Linked DNA regions of Hordeum vulgare: regions 1 and 3 are each linked to region 2. A link is a contact called in public Hi-C data. All regions are on one chromosome and are shown on one strand. Each heading gives the region's core, a stretch centred on a gene start, on an enhancer-like site or on the middle of the called end of the contact. The rest is flanking DNA. Distances are from core to core; before and after follow the strand shown. Region 1 holds the start of LOC123426364 (sister chromatid cohesion protein SCC2). Region 2 holds the start of LOC123426359 (protein LONGIFOLIA 1-like). Region 3 overlaps LOC123426362 (protein LEO1 homolog).

Region 1 (3,825 bases), core at 927-3,426, 880 kb before region 2:
TAGTGCATAGCGGACAGCTAAAGCATGCTGATAATGTCAGAAGAGGTCGTGGTAAACCGAATCTGACATGGGAGAAGTCCGTAAAGAGATATTTGAAGGACTAGAATATCACCAGAGAACTAGCCATGGACAGGGGTGCGTGGAAGCTTGCTATCCATGTGCCAAAACCATAAGTTGGTCGCGAGATCTTATGTGTTTCACCTCTAGCCTACCCCAACTTATTTGGGACTAAAGTCTTTGTTGTTGTTGTTGTTATTGTTGTTGTTGTACCGATTTTTGTGTAGTGAATCAATATATTTGTATACCACATGTAATGACGTAAGTAAACCTTGGGTGTAAAGTAACTTATTCGGCACCCTGGATGATGAATAGCATTACTATATGTGTGTGTGTGTGTGTGTGTGTGTGTGTGTGTGTAAAATATAGCGTAAATTAGTATTCATTCCACCTGTCTCTGTATATTTCCAGCATGCTGCCTTCTATACGGTTCAAAAACTGTTAGAAAGAAACAGACATATTTTATGTGTGTTATAGCAGTGGTGCTAGATATAGGTCATATATATGCATAAAAATAACAAAAATTAAAGGTTCTAAGCAATAATACTTACCTAGATATGCACTAAGTTACATAAATGAACAGGGAAGTCTGTGAATTAGTTCTGTTCGGGACGTAGAACCACTGCATACTGAATAAAGTGAGCAATGCCAACACATGAGTGTGTAAAGCCGGCTGAGTGCAACAGTGGAGTGGTTGACCTACCACTAATACTTAAGCTAGCACTTGAACGGCTTGATTTATCGCGAAGAGACCTATTTATATTAGATGGGCCACTGCCAAAAAAATATGACCCACTGGATACTATTTCGCCAAGCCCTGCAAATCAGTCACCATAGCCCGCATTTGAATCAAGTACCCTGTAATGTTCAGGCAATATTAGATCAAAGCCCTGTCTATCGTGCCAGTTAATTCATGGAACTATAAGTATTTGAGGTACTGCTACACAGACATGTCCAATCAAAAAGATGAGGAAGCAGCAAATTATGTACTGCATCACCTTATTAACGACCATACATCATCAAGGGGCTAAACAGAAGCTCAGCACCGGTGACATTCAGAAATCCTGTCCCCGACAGGGAACCACTGACATTTCAAACTCCTAGTGTTACACAAAATGGCTTCCAACTAAATTCTGTTCAGTACGGCCTCGAAAGCCACTAAATTCTGTTCTGTTTAACTGCATTAAATACCAAAAGCAAAGTGATACACCACACCAGGTTTACCAAATAGTGGAATGCCGTGGCACAGCAGTTTTTTTTTTTCAACCAAATTCCATGGCACGAATCTGAGCTTGCTCAAAGAAATTTGACATCCACCAGTGCAGCAACTCCAACACGAGCAACCACGATGCTACCTACCATGAAAATTCACACCAGCACCCGGGCACCATGATAGAGATACAGCAGCATATAAGTCCAGTCCAAGTAAAGCAATATCAAAGTACTGTTCATGCAGGAGTTCGAGAGTTGAAGCTGGTAAGCTAGTACAGTAGCTATCAAGTCAACCACAGAAGCTAGTAACCTGAAGAGTCCAGATAAGTACCGTGTCCATTTGAATGGGCGGAAACGTAACAAGCATTGTGTTACATGGGTAGCTAGCTAACTGGAGCGGCCTAAGGAAGGCTGCGTTTACCTTGCGTAGGAGGAGGTTGGGGAGTGCGGGGCTTGAACTTGAAGGCGTCGGGGTTGTGCTTGAGCACCTCCCTCCAGAGCAAGGAGCACTCGCTGGGATCCACGGCGACGTGATCCGCTTCCGTGAAGCCCCTGCGTTGTTTCCATGAAAATGGAAGTCAGTGGGGCGAAATTCCGGGCGGGAGCAGCGAGCGAGAGGGGAAGGGAAGCGAAGGGTGACTAACAGGTGGGAGATGTCGGTGTTGGCGAGTATGCGGGCGATAGCGGCCGCCTGCATGATCATGTCGGGGCGGTCGGGCTCGGCGAGGGGCTCGTCGTGGTCGTTGAGGTCCGCGCCGAGCGTAGCGGGGAGGGTGGGGAGCGGCAGAGCGGCGGCGATCTCGGAGTGGACGGTGTTGGGCAGGCGGCAGGCGCGCTCGAAGCCGGCCCTCCCGGGCTCCCTCCCGTCGCCGGCGCCGGCCGGGAGGTCCATGGCCGGCGGGCAGGCGGGCGAAACCCTAGATCGATTTCGAACGGGAGAGACTCTCAGCGAGCAAGGAAGGACTTGGAGGGCGCGTCGCCTACTCGATGGAAAGGGGATTTTGTGTAGTTGCTTAGCTAAGCGTTTAGTAGTTGTGCGGTGGTGCAAATTAGGAAGTTACGGTGGGGTGGCAGGACCGGAGAGAGGCCTGCTCTCTGCTCCGACGACCAATCTTGTGGGGGAAGGATGGAAGCACACAGTCATTCAAGTCACGACGACAGTAACTTACTACTACTCTACATGTGATGCGCTGGTGGGCACAGTAAAGTAAATAAACGCGTTGATGGGTTGGGTTGGGTTGGGTTGGATTTGGTGGGCTCAAACAAATTCAAAAGATTTTCTGTCACGGGTTTCGAGATGTTTTTATTAGTAGTGTCGAAATCTCAAAAAATAAAATAGTGGTATCTCACTAGGCTCATGGCCATGGCCTTCCATCATGTGTAAACTACCGCGAACTAATATGTTCTTGGATGGTTAAAGGAACGGTGAGTTTTCTAATTCATCATGGTTTAAATCCTGATGCTTGCGTCGTGGATTTATTTTAAAATTTTCGACGATGCGCGTTTAGTTGAAGGAGACGTTTCCGTCGACGAAGAGACGCCTACGATGACTTCGTAAATCATCAAGATGATATGTTGGCTCAATTTGTTGGAGCTGTTCATAGGGATAGGGCATACGTATGTGCGTTTATTGGGATGACTGTGTGTGCGTATATGTGAGCGATTGCATATGTATTGTCTTCAAAAAATGTATGAACTCCCCTTCGAAAAAGGGTTTTCCCAGCTTTATATTATAATAATAAAACAACCAACACCGAACACATAGCAACTGTCGGGGCAAGCATCACATCAAGCTCAAAAGAAAAGAGAAAGAAAGAAAAACAAATGCCAACAACTGCAGCTCGACAAAGTATAAATGATGTGCCACCGTTGCGCCCTCGGGAGTCATCCCACCACAATCCAAGGCTCCGAACCTTCACGTACCAAGCAGCACCTTCAAGAAGGAATAGAGCACCTTTGTGTATCATGTGTGTACTTTGACGAGTTCTAAAAGAAAAAATGAACTCCGGCCATAAGAAGGGCAGCTACGGCGACGTAGCCGATGGTGCATCACGAGTTCCCGACATCTCTTGTGATATCGAACGTACAAGTATATGTGTAACATTCAGTTTACATTATGGGGGCACCTCCAAATCCAACATTGACCCGCAAATTTGCTCCGGCATTCGTCGGCGGACTTCTATATGCAGGAGCTCTCCACTCCGACAACATGTCTTCTCCATGTTCGGAAGCCCATTCCTCGTACTGTTGGGAGCCCTAAGATTATATGCTTCACTGAGAAGGGAAAAGTAGCCTCCGTCTTCTCTTTCTTCGACAGCACCGCTCATCGGAATGGCACCGGAGGGATATGGTTCAGTCAGGCGGGAAGGGCGGGCTCCGCTTTCGTGAAGCATAAATAAGGGTTGGTTTTTGGGTCGGACGGCGGTGGCCTACGAGCAGGCAAGATACCTCTTATGCACGTAGGCGGAGCGTTAATGATGGCCTTCCTCAGACCCAAGCGGCGGCACCTTCCCATGTTCTACTTTTCCTTGATGTTGGCACAGGGCGTCGACGTGC
Region 2 (3,458 bases), core at 928-3,427:
CAATCTTGGCATCTCCCTACGTTTTGATGCCGATTCCCTCCCATCATATGAGAACCGAGGAGCGTCATAAGACAGCCTTGGTTGGTGGCCAGGTTCAGATGGACTCCAAGAGGACTCTCTGAGCTTGGCTAGCACTCTGAGCGACTCATTGATGTCCATGGTTCCCTTGCTCTTTGCTTGGATATCGCTGCTAGGGGACTCATCAAAGCATGTTGCTGCATCTCCACGGTTGTATGTGTGATCTGCCACTGCTTCCGTTGTGGAAGTTCTGGCTGACAAATCACGAGTATCTCTATAAATCGAATCCTTTACCAGATTTCTTATACCAAGAGTCCGGTGGCTGGATTGAGCTGAGGGCGTGTTGGTGAGGGTATCATCCAGGAAGTAGTCTGGTCCATTGTCACTCTCAGGCGAGCTCTTGAGCCTCGGTGAGCACTTGAATGGTTTCTCCGGAAATAGCATCCGATCAGTTGACGATAGGTCCTGTTGTGTCGACCTATTGCCATCAAGGGAGGAAAACGACGAACATGATGACGATGAAGTCTCCATTGTTGACGATGCTCTTTGATTTTCAATCCAGCTTCTACTGAAGTTCTTGTCCTGAATACAGATTGCAGCAAGTCAGTCGAATTGTGAAAGGCTGGAAGCCGGTGCATGCATGCTGAAGGAGTGCACTGACAAGTGAGACTCACGAGAACAATCTGGGGACCGTATCTTGTGCGCTCTTCCCCTACGCTCGGGCTGCTTGACAGTGCATTGCCTGTTTTAGTAAGTGAAACATTTTTCAATGGTGAGCCAGCCTGAACAAGAACATTGGATTCTCAAAAAGAAAAAGGAAAGGGGAAAATATTGCTTCTTACGGAAAAATACATGGGACGAGCAAGAGAGAAAGTTAATCAAGACTGTTGCATTATAAAAGAAGAGAAGCAAAAACGTCACTGTCATTGTTGTCCAAATATACACTACATTTTTCTAGGAACTGTCACCCAAGAAGAAGAAAAAGAAAATTGTCAGTGTCATTAGTTGTCCAAATATAAGCTTTTTTTGTGAAAAGAATCCTCTTCCAATTTGAAGAATCATTTTCATTGATGTCAACATTTACAGATAGATTTTATTATGGGAAGTAGTAGGGTTCTAATATGCCTGCATGGCATAGTGACATATTTTGTCGGTCGTCCGGGGCCAATTCCCGGGTAATCAGCGCCGGTACAGATAAAAAAAGGTATTCTGAACTGAAGATTTCATTTCAGAAATAAACTTCCCTCTGCCTCCATCCTACACCAAGGTAGGTAAGGTACTCCGTAATTAAATTCCTGCATCTCGGTGGCCCGCCCAGAAAAAGGGGAAAAAGGCTACAGTAGATCTCAGCAATTGCCACCAGCACCTAGCGATTCAATGTGGAATGAAAGAAGGCCGAAAAAACAGGACGATAGTAAATTAAATCCCTGATCTATCATCCAAAATCAGAGCTCTGATCTATGACGGTGGCATGGCATACGAACATATATATAAGCAAAAAATGTGATTAGTGCGTCCAATAACGTAATTGGTGAGACGGAATGAATCCATGCATATTTGGAGCAAGCAAGCAGAAGCAGGTGCGGCGGGAAGGAAGGAAGGAGAGGATAGCAAGCAACCTGGGGGGAGCAGCCTCTTGTGGGAGTGTTGGGCGGCGATGGGGTAGCGGCGGTCGAAGGCCTGCAGGATCCCGGTGACGCACCCGATCTGGCGGTGCAGGTCCGGCCGCCTCTCCTCTCCCAAGGCCAGCAGGTACTTGGCCGGCATCGCCTCCTCCCCCTTCCACCCAAGAATGCAGGGAGGAGGAGTAGCAAAGCGAACCAAACCAAGCAGCTACCAGCTAAAGAAGAAGAACATCTCAGCAGTGCCGTAGCTCAATCGTGGAGGCAGCCCAGCCCAGCCCAGAGGGACAGAAGGAGGAGATCTTGTGAGGAGGCTGAGCGGTGAGCGTGAGGGACGTAGCCGCCCTCACCGCTCTGGGACTGGAGGTAGATGATGGAGGGGAAGTCTGGTGTGGGTTGCAAGAAGGGTGGTCGTCCTGTTTTGCTGCTCCTCTCCTCTATGACTGACTGGGACTGGAAGAGCTGTGAGGATGAGAATGGGGAGGAGGGGCTGGAGAGAAGAAGAGAAGAAGGCCTCGCTCCGCTACTGACATGTCATTGTTAACTCGTTTTACCGGAATGTGGGTAGGGTACTACTGTAGTACATCAGTGTCCTGGTAAATGCAGTTAAGAGGACTGACGTACATGTGAACTTGGGTAGGAGGAGTGCTGCTACTGTACTGGGACCTGGCATTCCATTGCAGGCAGTGTATAAACTAAACTACCCACAACTAACTAACTATATTAGGAGACGCTTCCCTCAAAAAAAAAACTATTGGGAGACGTGGCCTGTAGCTAGCTCGAGGATATGTGGGTGGGCACGGGGCATAGGGCCGAGAGGAGGGCGGGGGTTCCTTGTTCTCTTTCTCAGCACCCCATGTGCCGCTCCAAGCCCTACCCACCATCAGAGATGCTTGTCCACTTGTCCATCTCCTCTCTCTCTCTCTCTCTCACACACAGTGTATGCGTATGCGTATGTGTATGTGTATGTAAGGAAGTCAACATCAGTTTGTCATTTTGCAAGCGACCATGGCTGACCATGGAGGAAGTGAAGAGTTTGTTCGTTGGGTTGGGTAAAAAACTTGTCTCCTTTCAAACCGAGTAGGACTACTCGTCGGTTGGGTTGGGTGAGGAAGAAGAAGAAGATGATGATACTAAATCTGACAGCGTGTTCCTGCAACCATTAGCTGTGCTTTGTCCAAAAATTAGTGCAGCAAATGGAACGATCCATCAGCTGCTTCGTCTTGGGGTCAAGGACGCATTCAATGTGAGTGCAGTGCAGGGCAGGGCCAACTAACAACACCGCATTCATGGTGTGGATCCGTGATTGCAAAACCCAGCAGCAATTCTTGGCGTTGAAGCATGCATTGCATTTGCATTGCACGCTCTGACTCTGCACTCATCTACTACCTCTATGTCTGCAACACGCCGTTTCTTCTCCTTTTAATCTGGACCTCTCTTTTTTCCTTCTCCTTCTATCATTCTTCCAAAAGATTCAGACCGCTTCTTCTTTTCATTTGGTTCAGACTCAGACACAAACTGTTGAGCAAGTTGCAGCAAGCTGAATAAATTAAGGGACGGATGACATGGACTCTTGGCCGAATGAAATGACCAAAGTACCCTGCCACGTAAACAGACAGTAATATACTCCCTCCGTTCCTAAATATAAGTCTTTATACAGATTTCGCTAGTGGATTACATACGGATGTATATAGACATACTTTATAGTATACATTCAATCATTTTGCTCCGTATGTAGACACCTAGTGGAATTGCTTAAAGACTTAGGTCCACTTTGATTCAAAGGATTCTCATAGGATTTTTAAAGTATTAAAACCC
Region 3 (3,868 bases), core at 703-3,202, 610 kb before region 2:
TATATTTCTTTTATATTTTAATCACAGGTCTAATGTGAACTTATTAAAACTTACTCTAGGTTTGAGTTAAATGATGCAGATAATAGGTCATACTATGGGAAATTTAGTTCTGGATGAAATTCATTTCATGCTTCCCTAGTTAATAACTCTTTGGGTTACCTTTGTGAATGTACATCTGCAATTTCTGCCTAGGCGGGTGATTTTATTCCGCTATTGTCATGTTGTCATGGGACCTGGAGATGCATGGTCAGTAGCTGTTTTTGTAAGACTAGAGAGTATGAAGTGCTGTGCTGATTTACTTGTCTGGATAACTTTTTCTTAGATTGAACATGACAATAAGCGAGGTTGTATTTGTGAGCTTTGGGAGACTCCTGTGTGTGTTGAGACATGAATTTTATTCTTATGTGTTACTAGCTCCGCTCTTCTGGGTAGTAGTGGAATGTGGCAAGAATTCATTGAACATATACTTACTTTTGGCAGGATGAGGAGACCGACAACCAGTACAGCTCTCGGCGAATGGCATCTCGTGGTCGTTTTGAGGATGACTTGGAGGCTGAAGCACTAGCTGAAAGGCGTATAATTAATGCGAAGAAGGTGGATTAACTGGGCAAATATGCATTCTCATTTGAACAAATTTATTACTGTCAATGCTTACATGTATTCTGTGCACATTCTCAGTCGAATATGAGCAGAGGTGTTCCTCGTAAACCATCCTTCCCTCCTTCTCGCCCAGCGAGACGCCAGGAGTACTCTGAGAGCGAAAGGGAGGAGTCAGAGTATGAAACTGAAGGCGAGGACATTGAGCACTCTCCAACTGGTGGAAGGGGAGATGAGCTGGATGAGGAGGATGAATATGAGGAAGACCCGGAAGAGGATGCGCGTATGTCAGATGAAGGAATCCAGGTAAGATGTCACTGCGTCAAACTCCAGTTTTCCTTTTACAAAATAGGCAGTGTGGTAAATTGCAGTAACCACCCAATTTAGCAATAGTCAGGTCCTCTTACCTGGCATACACGGTAAAGAATTAAGTGCTCCCTCTGTAAACAAATATAAGAGTGTTTAGATCACTAAAGTAGTGACCCAAGTGCTCTTATATTTCTTTACGGAGGGAGTAGTTGATAGCAGACAAACACAAGATTGCTTGTAGTAGTTGATAGCAGACACTAGGAATACGGTCACCAATTTGAATTGAAATTTTAGATGCCAGACTTTGTAGATAATTTTCTTCCGCTGTGCTGCCGTGTTGATCTGAAAGTGAGATGTTAACCAGAACTGAAGGAAACACCGTGATTTCCATATAACTTGTCATTCAGTCAAATAATGATAATCAAACTGGAACTGGTTGTGCAGGAACCAAAGCGGAAGAGAGAGTCAGCAGCAGGCGGGAGCCAAAGGCGCAGGGAGGTGGACTCGGGCGAGGATTCCCCGCCGAGGAAACAACCTGCGATGGTTCATCGCCGGAAGGCCGTCGTTTTTGAAAGCGACGATGAAGACGAGTGAAGGGAGAGAAAATAGAAGCTCACAAACCTACATTTGTCTCTGCTGCCAAAAGAGTGCTGTTGAATACTATTGGATAGGCCATGTGTGAGGGCCAGTTCTTTTCACCTCATAATTCTTCAGAATTATGATTCTGGGAAACTGCCCACAGAATCGTCTGGTAACAGAATTGTCTGTCCAGTTCTTTTCTGTGATTTTAGCATGTAATTGTTGTATGAGTTGTCTGTTGAAATGTCTCAAACATCCTTAGATAGATGAAACATATACCAGCCATCCATACAAATTAACACCACATATAGCAGCCATCCATACAAATTAATAGGGGATGAACAGCTCACCTGATGCGGTGGCGGCCGGTTTGGGGCGGCAGCGTAGCAAGAGCCTCCCCTCGGTTGATCCGACGAGTCCGGTCTGGGCGGCGCTCAACCCTAGCACGAGCGCCCTAGCACGAGGAACAGGGAACGAGCAGTGCGGGGGTGTGGGCCAAGCGGTTTGATTTGCCTCGCTCGGTCTGGCTCTCTAGTGGCATTCTATCTGTAAATTGTGTTTTCAATAGAGATAGTGTTAAACGATAGTGGTTTAAACTAACAATTCTGGAATGATTCTGGACAATTCCTGAAACAGAGATGAGTTCTTTTGTCATTTTCATTTATGGGACAGTAATTCTTTGGAATTAAGCCAAAAGAACTCGTCCTGAGAGAATCTCCAACAATAGTCGTGTTATATAAGTGCAGTGCTGGAAAAGTTGCGTTTTTTGCACGTGCAACCGCTTCGGACGCTCTAACGGAGGCGTAAAAACCGTGCACGCGGCATAAGTGGTCCAGCGCGCGGGACAAAATGACGTCACGCGTCGCTTATTTTGTACGTCCGCTCCCGCGCGCTGCACACTTGAGCTCTCGCGTTGCACCCTCTTTGATCGTGTCGCTTTTGCCCCTTCCGCGTCGTCGTCGACGGATTCGCCCGATGGGTGGCCGCGCCGACATCCCTTTCACCCCTCCCTACGTTCGTGACCCCGCCGTCGCCGCCGACGCAAACCCTAGCACGGGGAGCTCTCGCTTCGCCTTCGTCGGTGCTCCTCCAACCACCGGTCTCGCACGCGGCCTTTTCACGGCGCCATGGACGACCTTGGCAGCGGGTGGCGTTGCACCGACGCCCGCCGTGAAGCCACGTGCCCCCTTTTCGAAGCTCCCAAATACGGCGGTGGCGAAGAAGGGCAAGGTGTCCGAAAAGAAGAACAAGGCGGCAGATAGCTCCTCTAGACGTCCGAAGAAGAGACTTGCAGGTCGTGCGAAGGATGCGGTTGCCTTTTCATGGCGCCACAGACGGCCTTGGCAGCGGGTGGCGTCGCACCGACGCCCGTCGTGAAGCTACGCGCCCCTTTTTCGAAGCTCCCAAATACGACGGTGGCGAAGAAGGGCAAGGTGTCTGAGAAGAAGAACAAGGCGGCGGATAGCTCCTCTAGACGGCCGAAGAAGAGACTTGCAGGGCGTGCGAAGGATGCGGCGGCGATCGAAGTGCCGGCGAGCTCGCTTGCTGCGTCGGCGGCCGATGCACACAAGGTGGTCGATGAAATGCCCCCAAGGTAAAATTTCACCAACTTTTTTTCGATGTTGTTTTTTGAATGGATACATATGGATAGCTTATTAGTTTTGTTGTACATACTTTGTAGTTTCAATGATGAGACATATATGTCAACTATGGGTGTTGGCTCCAACAATTCTCATTGGTCTCAAACCAATGATGTGCATTTCGATGATCATGAGTTTGAGGTGGACGAGGATGGTGAGGGTATCGTCGGTGCACCGAAAGGAAGAGCAGGCAACTACAGCATGGACGAAGACGTCTTGCTATGCAATACATGGCTGCAAGTGTCTAGGGATGCCACCGTTGGAGGGGACCAAAGTAGAGATGCATATTAGATCTGGATGAATGAGCACTTTGATTTGCACAACAAAAGTGGAATTGACCACACAGAAAGATCTCTTCGCTCCCGGTGGTCGACAATCAACAAAGATTGTCAAAGGTGGGCGGCCGCACTTGAGGCGGTTGACACGTTAAACCCAAGTGGCACTAATGATATAGATAGGGTAAGTGCCATTTCTTTCATGATTCTTCCATGTTCATGCTTCTTCTTTGGTGTTTCAAGTGCTAACTTGTTCTTTTGTTTGTAGCTCACTATTGCACAAAACTTATTTCAAGGAGAGGATAAGAAGACCAAGAAAGGGAAGATGAAGAAATGGAGGCCATTTGCCTTGCCCCATTGCTATGAGGAGTTGAAGGATGATGAGAAATGGAAGCCCCGTGAAGGTGTCAATGAGGAGACCAACAAACACTAGCGAACTATTGATTTGGATGATGATGATGAGGAGGC

The links. Hi-C and Micro-C count contacts between places; a contact is called where the count stands out from the background.
Region 1: a contact with region 2 is called in a Hi-C map of leaf, with 3 times the contacts expected there. The contact joins the promoter of LOC123426364 here to the promoter of LOC123426359 in region 2. A contact is called at or near these places in 2 of 6 Hi-C or Micro-C datasets (leaf and seedling).
Region 3: a contact with region 2 is called in a Hi-C map of seedling, with 3 times the contacts expected there. The contact joins the enhancer-like site here to the promoter of LOC123426359 in region 2. A contact is called at or near these places in 2 of 6 Hi-C or Micro-C datasets (leaf and seedling).

What each region holds. Positions count from the first base shown.
Region 1 is chr2H:382,501,046-382,504,870 of MorexV3_pseudomolecules_assembly, reverse strand. It overlaps LOC123426364 (sister chromatid cohesion protein SCC2), which reads right to left and starts at 2,176. Exons shown (of 28, transcript XM_045110174.1): 1 at 1,914-2,176; 2 at 1,691-1,821. The coding sequence starts at 2,161.
Region 2 is chr2H:381,625,560-381,629,017 of MorexV3_pseudomolecules_assembly, reverse strand. LOC123426359 (protein LONGIFOLIA 1-like) reads right to left here and starts at 2,177. Exons shown (of 5, transcript XM_045110170.1): 1 at 1,638-2,177; 2 at 693-760; 3 at 1-600. The coding sequence starts at 1,785.
Region 3 is chr2H:382,230,490-382,234,357 of MorexV3_pseudomolecules_assembly, reverse strand. It overlaps LOC123426362 (protein LEO1 homolog), which reads left to right. Exons shown (of 11, transcript XM_045110173.1): 9 at 481-594; 10 at 679-903; 11 at 1,351-1,721. The coding sequence ends at 1,500. Among protein-coding and RNA genes, the nearest start is that of LOC123430121, 6.8 kb to the right of the region's middle. Within about 2 kb of position 1,952, at least 2 of the 3 cell types and tissues checked have open chromatin away from gene starts, as enhancers often do. A contact at or near this core is called in seedling, where this site is marked.